3 separate regions of the Sus scrofa genome follow, and all the other regions are linked to region 2. The links are chromatin contacts, called in public targeted proximity ligation maps. All regions are on one chromosome and are shown on one strand. The core of a region is the stretch at or near the end of the contact, and the rest is flanking DNA. Distances in the headings are between cores, read along the strand shown. Region 1 overlaps LOC102161008 (a long non-coding RNA gene). Region 2 overlaps MAP4K4 (mitogen-activated protein kinase kinase kinase kinase 4). Region 3 has its middle 55 kb from the start of MAP4K4.

Region 1 (2,705 bases), core at 16-2,515, 140 kb before region 2:
GACCTACACCACAGCTCATGGCAACACCGGATCCTTAACCCACTGAGCAGGGCCAGGGATTGAACCCACATCCTCAAAGGTACTAGTTGGGTTTGTTACAGCGGAGCCACAACAGGAAGTCCTAAATTCAGTGATTCTGATCAAAATAGATATACTTGTATAATCATCATTCCAGTCAAAATATAGAACATTTGTGTTACCCTAGAAAGTTCCTGCCTACCCTTCTCAGTCAATCCCCACTACCCTCCCACCACCAGCAGGCAACCATTGTCCTGATTTTTCTATCCATAGATTAAAATTTAAATGACCAGAATCATATCATCTGTATTATTTTGTCTGACTTCTTTTGTGCTGCACAGTGCTTTTGAGATTAGTTCATGTGGTTGCATGTATTAGCAGTTCATTTCTTTGTATTTCTGAGTATTCCTTTGTATGGATGATTTGCTTTTCATTATTCTTTCTGTTGATGGACATTTAGGTTGTTTTCAGTTTGGGGCTACTGTGAATGATATTGCTATGAGCATGGTTGTTTTCCCCCTATATATTTTTTTTTTTTCGGCCACACCCCCAGCATACAGAAGTTCCCAGGCCAGGGATCAAACCCATGCCACAGAAGTGACCTGAGCCACTGCAGTGACAATGCTGAATCTTTAACCCTCTGAATCACATGGCAATTCCTCCCCTAATATCATTTTAAAATCTGTTTTTTAGATTCTTCTTTTTCTCTCTTTCCCCTCCCCCTACTGGCATATGAAAGTTCTCTGGCCAGGGATTGAATCCTAGCCCCTGAGACCTACACCACAGCAGCAGCAACACCGGGATACTTTAACCCACTGCGCCAGGGCAGGGATCCAACCCAGGCCAACACAGGACTGGAGCCACTGCAGTCAGGTTCTTAACCTGCTACACTACAGCGGGAACTCCTCTCTCCTTTGTCTACTTTCTGAGAGTTCAGATGACATCCTGCCATGGGCACCAAAAAAAGACCTGGAGCTGAAGCCCCTTCCCTGTTAATTACACCCACGAAAGCCTTTATGTGCTGACCTATCTGTATAAAATAAGAAGCATCAATAATTTATATATGCTGTATTATGAGTTTTGATGAATTTGGATAAAATTATTTGCAAGAAATGGAGTTCCCATTGTGGCTCAGTGGTAATGAACCAAACTGGTATCCACGAGGCCTTGCTCAGTGGGTTAAGGATCAGGCATTGCCATGAGCTGTGGTGTAGGTCAAAGACTTGGCTTGGATCCCGCGTTGCTGTGGCTATGGTGTAGGCCGGCAGCTACAGCTGTGATTCAGCCTGGGCACTTCCTCATGCCCATGTGTGCAGCCCTGAAAAGAAAAATATATATATTTGAAAGGAGTTTTGGAAATAATTACAGTTTGCAACCCAAGGAAGTTTTTAGCTGCTCATTCCCCTACCCCATTTAACTGGTCTGCTTCTTCCTGAGCAGTGTTATGGTAATAGTTTCTCTGTCCTCCCTACAGAAGATGTCCCATCTGTGAACCCATGCTGTTAAAGGATGAAGGAGGTTAAAAAAAAAAAAAAAAAAGATGGAAATTACATTCCTCTTTTTTGGTCTTCCATTTGCAACAAGAGTCAGTGAAGGAAGAAACTGGGAGTTCCTGTTTGGCTCAGTGATAACACATCTGACTAGGATCCATGAGGGCGAGGGTTCTATTCCTGGCCTCGCTCAGTGGGTTAAGGATCTGGTGTTGCCATGAGCCATGGTGTAGATTGCAGACAAGGCTTGGATCCCGTGTGGCTGTGGCTGTGGTGTAGGCCAGCAGCTGCAGTTCTGATTTGAGCCCTAGCCTGGGAACCTCCATATACCATGGGTGTGGCCCTAAAAATAATAATAATAATAATAAAAGAAGAAACTAGCAGGTAACAAGAAAACATCCAACCCAGACTGAGTACGCTTTCTATACAAACTTCAGTCTTTCTTCTCCATCCCAACTCAGCCCCCATGGGCTCTATAGATGCTGTAGCCATCCACCTTCCTGATGTGACCATCATCCCACCCCTCCATCACTCACATCCAGAGCGACTTTTCCTGCCACTTTGAAGGAGAGTCATGTTTACAGACCTCTCTCATTACCAGAAACTCTGATCCCTCTAGAGGGATATCCAGTTAAAGATGGTAGATTGAGTCTTGTTTGGCCTCCACACCCTCCAGAACTTTCACTAGAATAGTAGACATGAAAGTCAAAAGAGAAGGAAACCCACAGGGATACAGATCAAGAGAGGAAATGCCAGCCACAGAATTTTGGAGCCTGGAAATTGTATGTGCTTGTGCTAACAGACATAGCACCCTTGAGAAAGCTGAAAACTAACCTGACAGAGGAAGAAACTCAGAGGCTGAGTTTTGCAGGAGGAGGAAGGACTCGAGAAAAAAAGTGGGAAAACAAGTGAGACTGAAAAACAGGGATATATGGTTAAAGGTCATAAGAACCAGTTATTATTTGTAGCAACCTGGGTAGAACTAGAAGCTCTTATACTCAGTGAAGTAAGTCAGAAAGAGAAAGATAAATACCATATGATATCACTTATATATGGAATCTAATAATAGGGCACAAATGAACCTTTCCACAGAAAAGAAAATCATGGAGAACAGACTTGTGGTTGCCAAGGGGGAGGGGGAGGGAGTGGGATGGACTGGGAATCAGGGTTAATAGATGTAAACTATTGCCTTTGGAG
Region 2 (2,901 bases), core at 282-2,781:
TAGAAGTTGTTTCATCACTACATTAGACACAAGATGTAAAACATGGTACCGTAAGCATCAGGCATGACTAGGATTCCAGGTGCAGTTGGCTCAAAGCTGTTGGCAGAGTCTGCATTTTTGAGACATTTCCTCCAAGGTGGGCCCTTGTAATTAGACAGTGAGTGGTCCCAGGCGCCTTTTTACTTTCTACACTGTGCAGTAGCTGTCTATTTTAAAATCAGAGAAGCAAGAGAAGGGATGTTTCCAAGTGCACATATAATGCTTCTCCTAAAATAGCGATTGGATAGGATGCTGTGCTTTCCCTCAGTATCTGTAGTTCACTTCTGTCTGCTTCCAGGGTTTGACTGCTTAAGACCCCAGAAAACTCTGGCAAGTCCTGTTGATCTGATTCCTATAGTTGTGGAAAATATTTGGATGTTTCAGTCATATTAGAAAAGCTTGCTGAACATGATTGTATTAAAGCTGTTCTTACGTCTTAGTTCATTGATGCTAACACGCAGCCCAGGTTCGAAGATGTTGCAGTGTGTGTCCGTGGTCGATAGTAACAGTTTCATTAGTGAAGTGACTGGGTGTCTGTCCAGCAGCATCTCAGATTCGGGGAGATGCACCCAGCCGCGATGATCTGCCAGTGGTATCACCAGTGTGTGTGTTAAGTGCTTTTCACACCAGCAGGTGTGAATGCAAACCTATAAGAATTTTCAATGTGTATGTGAGGATTTAACTCGTGGGCTCTGAAAACATCAGGTGCCTGTGGAGTGGAAGCTCTTGGTTGTTCTTTCTGATGTTTTTTTGAGGGGGGGGCACTGTGCCCGCAGCATGTGGAAGTTCCTAGGCCAGGGATCGAACCCGTGCTACAGCAGCAGCCTGAGCTGCTAAAGTGATTATGCTGGATCCTTAACCCGCTGCACCACCAAGGAACTTCTGCTTGTTCTTAAATAGAGTGATGAATAGTTAGATCTTGAAAGATACTGGTTTATGTCACTAGGAGAAAAAAATATGTCAAGACCCTTAATTATTGCTCAGGAAGCTTCTCGTGGGAGAACTGTAGGGAGCATTTGCTTTCTGTCAAGAAGGGCAACCTAGGGCAGAACATCTCCGGATACTGTGGCCAGCAGGGTCGGAGGGAGGGAGGGGGGTTAGGGACAGAGCCATCAAGGCTGAGCTGCGGGGAAGGGAGGGGCTGCTCTTAAGAGAAACAAAATTAAAATCTGTCGTGTTTTGATTTTTTTCCCTATTCTCATTCAGTATTGATCTTTTGTTTTTGTGTAATCTTTGTATCTCAGATCCTTATAGGTTTACTGGTTTGGGGTAAAGCGGAAAAAAAAATCAGACCTTTAGCTCATTTTCTAATCTGGAGCCCAGGTTCCGGGAGTGAGGGAGTGGCATGGCCTGTCTTTGCAGCAGGAGCGAGGCTGTGGTCACACCTGTGGTCACGCTGTGGTCACACCACACGGTCATTTCTGTTAGGAGCCGGCAGAGCAGTCTCTCCTCAAGCCCCACTGGGGTGTCCTGCCCAGGAGCCCAGAGACTGTCGGGGGTGAGCAGTTCCACAGGCCTTTGTGGCAAGTTGTGGTCCCTCCCAGCCGGGCGTGCACGTGTGAGCTCACGCTAAAGCTGTGGGTGGGTGGGCTTCCTGTTCCTAGTTCTGCTTGGGGCTCGATGCCTTGTGCCTGACACGAGTGTAAGTTGTCTTTTTCTGCTTTATAGCATCAGGTCCCTTTGAAGAAGGGTCCCAAGTAGAGGTGTGTGATTCTCGGGCTTTGTTTAGAATTAAGATAGTTACCCTAGTCGTCCAGCCTCTCATTTTTCATTACCACCGTAAAAGTGGCCATGTATCAACCACAGATTGAAACGAAACGCATTTGGTGTGATGTTCATGCATGTGGTGTTTGATTGAGGATTATGACACAGACTATTGCTAGAACTTGGCCATGTGACTCTGCTCTGTCTTTGTGGAGTCACATGACAGCCCTGCCAGTCACCACTGTGCTGTTATATTCTAGTACTCCGGTCTCCAGGCCAAGCTGGAAGCCACTGCCGTGAGAATCACTGGTGTAAGATGATTGATGTGTATGTGGTTTCTAAGGTGGTTACGTCCAACTGAAAGTTCTGTTTTAAAAAAAGACATTTTCTTTTTTCATTCAAGCTCATTGTTAATATCTGGGAACCTCTGATTGCCTGCGGAGAAAATAAAATCATGCATGTCATTAAAAAAACCACATGTTTTATTTGTGTTTTTTCTGAAGGATGAAGAGGAAGAAATCAAACTGGAGATAAATATGCTGAAGAAATATTCTCATCATAGAAATATTGCAACATATTACGGTGCTTTTATTAAAAAGAGCCCCCCTGGACATGATGACCAGCTCTGGGTAGGCAGATGTTTCCTCACATCTCGTGGAGTGGATTTCCTCTTCGATTGTATTAAAAGGGTATTAAGGACCTTCAGGGGGCGGGGAGGAGCAAAGAAAAAGGGATAAAATATGGTATCTTCCTTGGCCTTAGGGTAGAAGGTGTCCTGAATATTTATTTTGAAGTTGATTTCACATTGCATGGAAGAGGTAACTTTGTGTTTCAGGAATCAAATGGCACGTTAAAAAAGTAACGAAGTAGCAAGTAAATTAAGAGCTTGAAAATAAAAGCCATATAATAAAAACTTTATGGAAATTAATCAGTATGGAATCTCAACTAAATGCATCTTTACTACATGGGAATAGGAGACAAATTGCAAGAAAATAATAATAAATTCAGTAATTTATTAATAACATTAATGATAATAGTTACTTCAGAACAGTGAATTTCCAGGAAATTTATAAAATTGACACAGTCAAAACCTTATCTCCTATTGGACATGTTTATATTCAAGATGGTGACACTGAGATAGTGTCAGATCTGTCGTTA
Region 3 (2,957 bases), core at 385-2,884, 160 kb before region 2:
TAACTCCCAGATTTCATTTTTAAAAGATTGTTAAGTTATTCTGTGTATTGTAGTGGCTTTTTATTATTATTTTGTCTTTTTTGGGGCCACACCTGCGGCATATGGAAGTTCCCAGGATAGGGGTCAAATCGGAGCTGCACCTCCCGGCCTACTCCACAGTCACAGCCACAAGGCCAGATCTGAGCCGCGTCTGCAAACCACACTATAGCTCACAGCAACGCTGGATACTTAACCCACTGAGCGAGGCCAGGGATCAAAGCTGTGTCCTCAGGGATACTAGTCAGTTTTGTTACTGCTGAGCCACAACAGGAACACCTGCATATTGAATGATTTAAATATGTTTTTGACAAACATGTGACACCCTGCAGATCTGCAAGCTAAATATGTTGTAAAGAAAAATTATTTTTGTAGGCTCTGAGTACATCTATCATTCTCTGATTCCTTAAATCCCCAGGTTATAAGTCTGGTTGTTTTTCTGTTTTTTGTTTTTAACTGTTACAGCTTACAGCCTTTTATCTGTGTGCATTAAGAATTTTTTATTACAGTATGACCAAAGCAAACGGCAGAAATAAACTAGACCCCGAGGCTGGCATCAGATTGCAGTGGTTCCCCATAACCACGGTTTCTATTTTTCCCCATTTATTAAAGCAGCATGTCATTCTCACTGGCTGGTTTCACAATGTGCAAGTGCCACAGGTCTCAAGTTAGAATGGAAATGTAGCCCCATAAAAGGTACCATTAGCCCCTTGATATTTGAGGAATTTCTCTAAGACGTTGTTTGAAAGGTGGGCTTAGCCATTTCTTTAAACTTTGGAAACCACGGGGCCAGGGGAAGCAGGGGAAGCAGGGTGCCCGGGGCTGAGGCTGCCCAGACATTCAACATTCAGTTCCCAAGAAAATGAGGCAACTGCCTGGAGGCTGGGAGGGGAGGGCAATGGAAGAGCTGCGGGAACTAGGAAGCACTGGTCAGGGTTCCACCAAGGAATGGGGAAGCAGGGAGAGCTGCTCTGCATCCCTGTAGGGGCCCCCCTCCCACCTCCTCTAGCACCCCTAAGCTCAAGGTCTGTAGGTCACTGCCTGCCTCATAGCAGCGTCTGCCCTGCTGGAGGGGAAGTGATGGAGGAAGAGGTACTCCCAGCCCACAAGCTGCCGGCTGGGAGGACAGTCCCACCCCTCCACGTCTGCAGGGGGAGTTCCCAAGGGATGGGGGTGAGGCGATGCGGAGTCTCAGGCTCTTCACAGGAACAGGTGGAGCTGAATGGGGGAGGGGGGGCACCAGACCTTGGCGGCAGCACAAAGATCCCTTCCTGCTCCTTCTGGATGTCATGCCGGGCCGGTGCTGTGGGTCAGCTGTCCACCCGGGCTTGGTGCCCTTCACCCGGGGTCCCAGGGAGTTTCCTTCTTCCTCCTTTAACAAATGGAGACTTGGACCTTTCTCTGGGGTTTCCACAGCTGTGCTTGCCCCTAAATACTACTCTTGGTTCCAGGTTCCCCCCATCCTATCTCGTTCCTGCCCTTCAAACTGAAACTTCTTGAAAATAAGGATTCTCTGGCCCTAACCATCAGCTCGCATCCCCACGCCCTGGTCTTCCCCTGCTGCAGCAGTGACATCATTCTCAAAGGTCACCAGTGACTTCCTGGTGTTAAGCCCAGCAGCTTTCTGAAATCCCGCATCCTCACAGACAACGGCAGCCACCCCCCCTGCTGGAGACGCTCCATGCTTTTGGGACTTGACCTCCTGCTTCCACCTCCACCTCTCTGACCACTTCTGGCCAGTGGCCAAGGACTTTTCTACCTCTCATTCTTGAGAAAGACAGCTGTGTATGATAGGGCTGCTGGACCAGGGACCACAGGGTATAGGTGTAGGGGGTTAAACAACAGAAGTTTATTCTCAGTCTTGGAAGCTGGAAGTCTGAGGTCACTATGCCAGCAGGTGGGTTACTCCAGAGGCCTCCTTCCTTGGCGTGTAGACGGCCGTCTTCTCCTTGTGTCTTCACATGGTCCTTACCATGTGTGACTGTCTCCTAGTCTCCACTTCTTCCTTTTTTTTTTTAGAGCTAAATCCATGGCATATGGAAGTTCCCAGGCTAGGGGTTGAATCGGAGCTACAGCTGCCCACCTACCCCACAGCCACAGCAATGTGGGATCTGAACCATGTCTGCAACCTATGCCACAGCTCATGGCAATGCTGGATCCTTAGCCCACTGAGTGAGGCCAGGAATCAAACCTGCATCCTCATGGTTACAAGTCAGATTTGTTTCCGCCGAGCCCCAATGGGAACTCCCAACAGAGCATTTTTTTAAATTGAAGTATAGTTGATATATATATTCTTTTTCAGATTCTTTTCCATCATAGATTATTATAGGATATTAAACATAATTTCCTGTGCTATATAGTAGGACCTTGTGGCTTACCTATTTGCTATATAATCGTGTGTATCTGCTCATCCCAAACTCCTAATTTATCCCTCCCCACTCTTTCCCCTTTGGTAACTCTAAGTTTGTTTTCTACATCTGTGAGTCTGTTTCTATTTTGTAAATAAGTTTGTTTGTACCATTTGTTTAGATTCCACATGTAAGTCATATCATAAGGTATTTGTCTTTTTCTGACTTCATTTAGTATGAGAATCTCCAGGTCTAGCCATGGTGCCGCAAATAACATCGTATCATTCTTTTTTTATAGCTGAGTAGTAGCTGAAACCAAGCCCAGGGCCCTTTAGAGACAGTCAACAGCTCTTAAGCAGACCAGCCCCATCCTCATTACCCCTCCCAGGTCCCCTGCACCCACCCCCCTGTCTGTCCTGGGTTTCCGCCTTGGCCTCCTATGACCCCGCATCTGTCCTCCTTCCCTCCCACCTCCTGCCTGTCACCTCCTTGCATGGCATTTGCACCTGGTATCCTCTGCTCAAAGCCTCTGGCAGGTCCTCCCTTCCTCCCCAACTGGGCACAGCCTCTTCA

What was found.
Region 1: a targeted proximity ligation map of alveolar macrophages shows a contact between it and region 2. A contact is called at or near these places in 2 of 47 Hi-C or Micro-C datasets (embryonic fibroblasts and epiblast stem cells) and 1 of 2 datasets of targeted methods (alveolar macrophages).
Region 3: a targeted proximity ligation map of alveolar macrophages shows a contact between it and region 2. A contact is called at or near these places in 2 of 2 datasets of targeted methods (alveolar macrophages and skeletal muscle).

The regions. Positions count from the first base shown.
Region 1 is chr3:52,686,696-52,689,400 of Sscrofa11.1, reverse strand. All of the region lies in intron 1 of LOC102161008 (a long non-coding RNA gene), which reads left to right. Among named protein-coding and RNA genes, the nearest start is that of MAP4K4, 39 kb to the right of the region's middle.
Region 2 is chr3:52,546,616-52,549,516 of Sscrofa11.1, reverse strand. It overlaps MAP4K4 (mitogen-activated protein kinase kinase kinase kinase 4), which reads left to right. Exons shown (of 29, transcript XM_021087163.1): 4 at 2,247-2,372. Among named protein-coding and RNA genes, the nearest start is that of MAP4K4, 100 kb to the left of the region's middle.
Region 3 is chr3:52,703,213-52,706,169 of Sscrofa11.1, reverse strand. No RefSeq gene overlaps it. Among named protein-coding and RNA genes, the nearest start is that of MAP4K4, 55 kb to the right of the region's middle.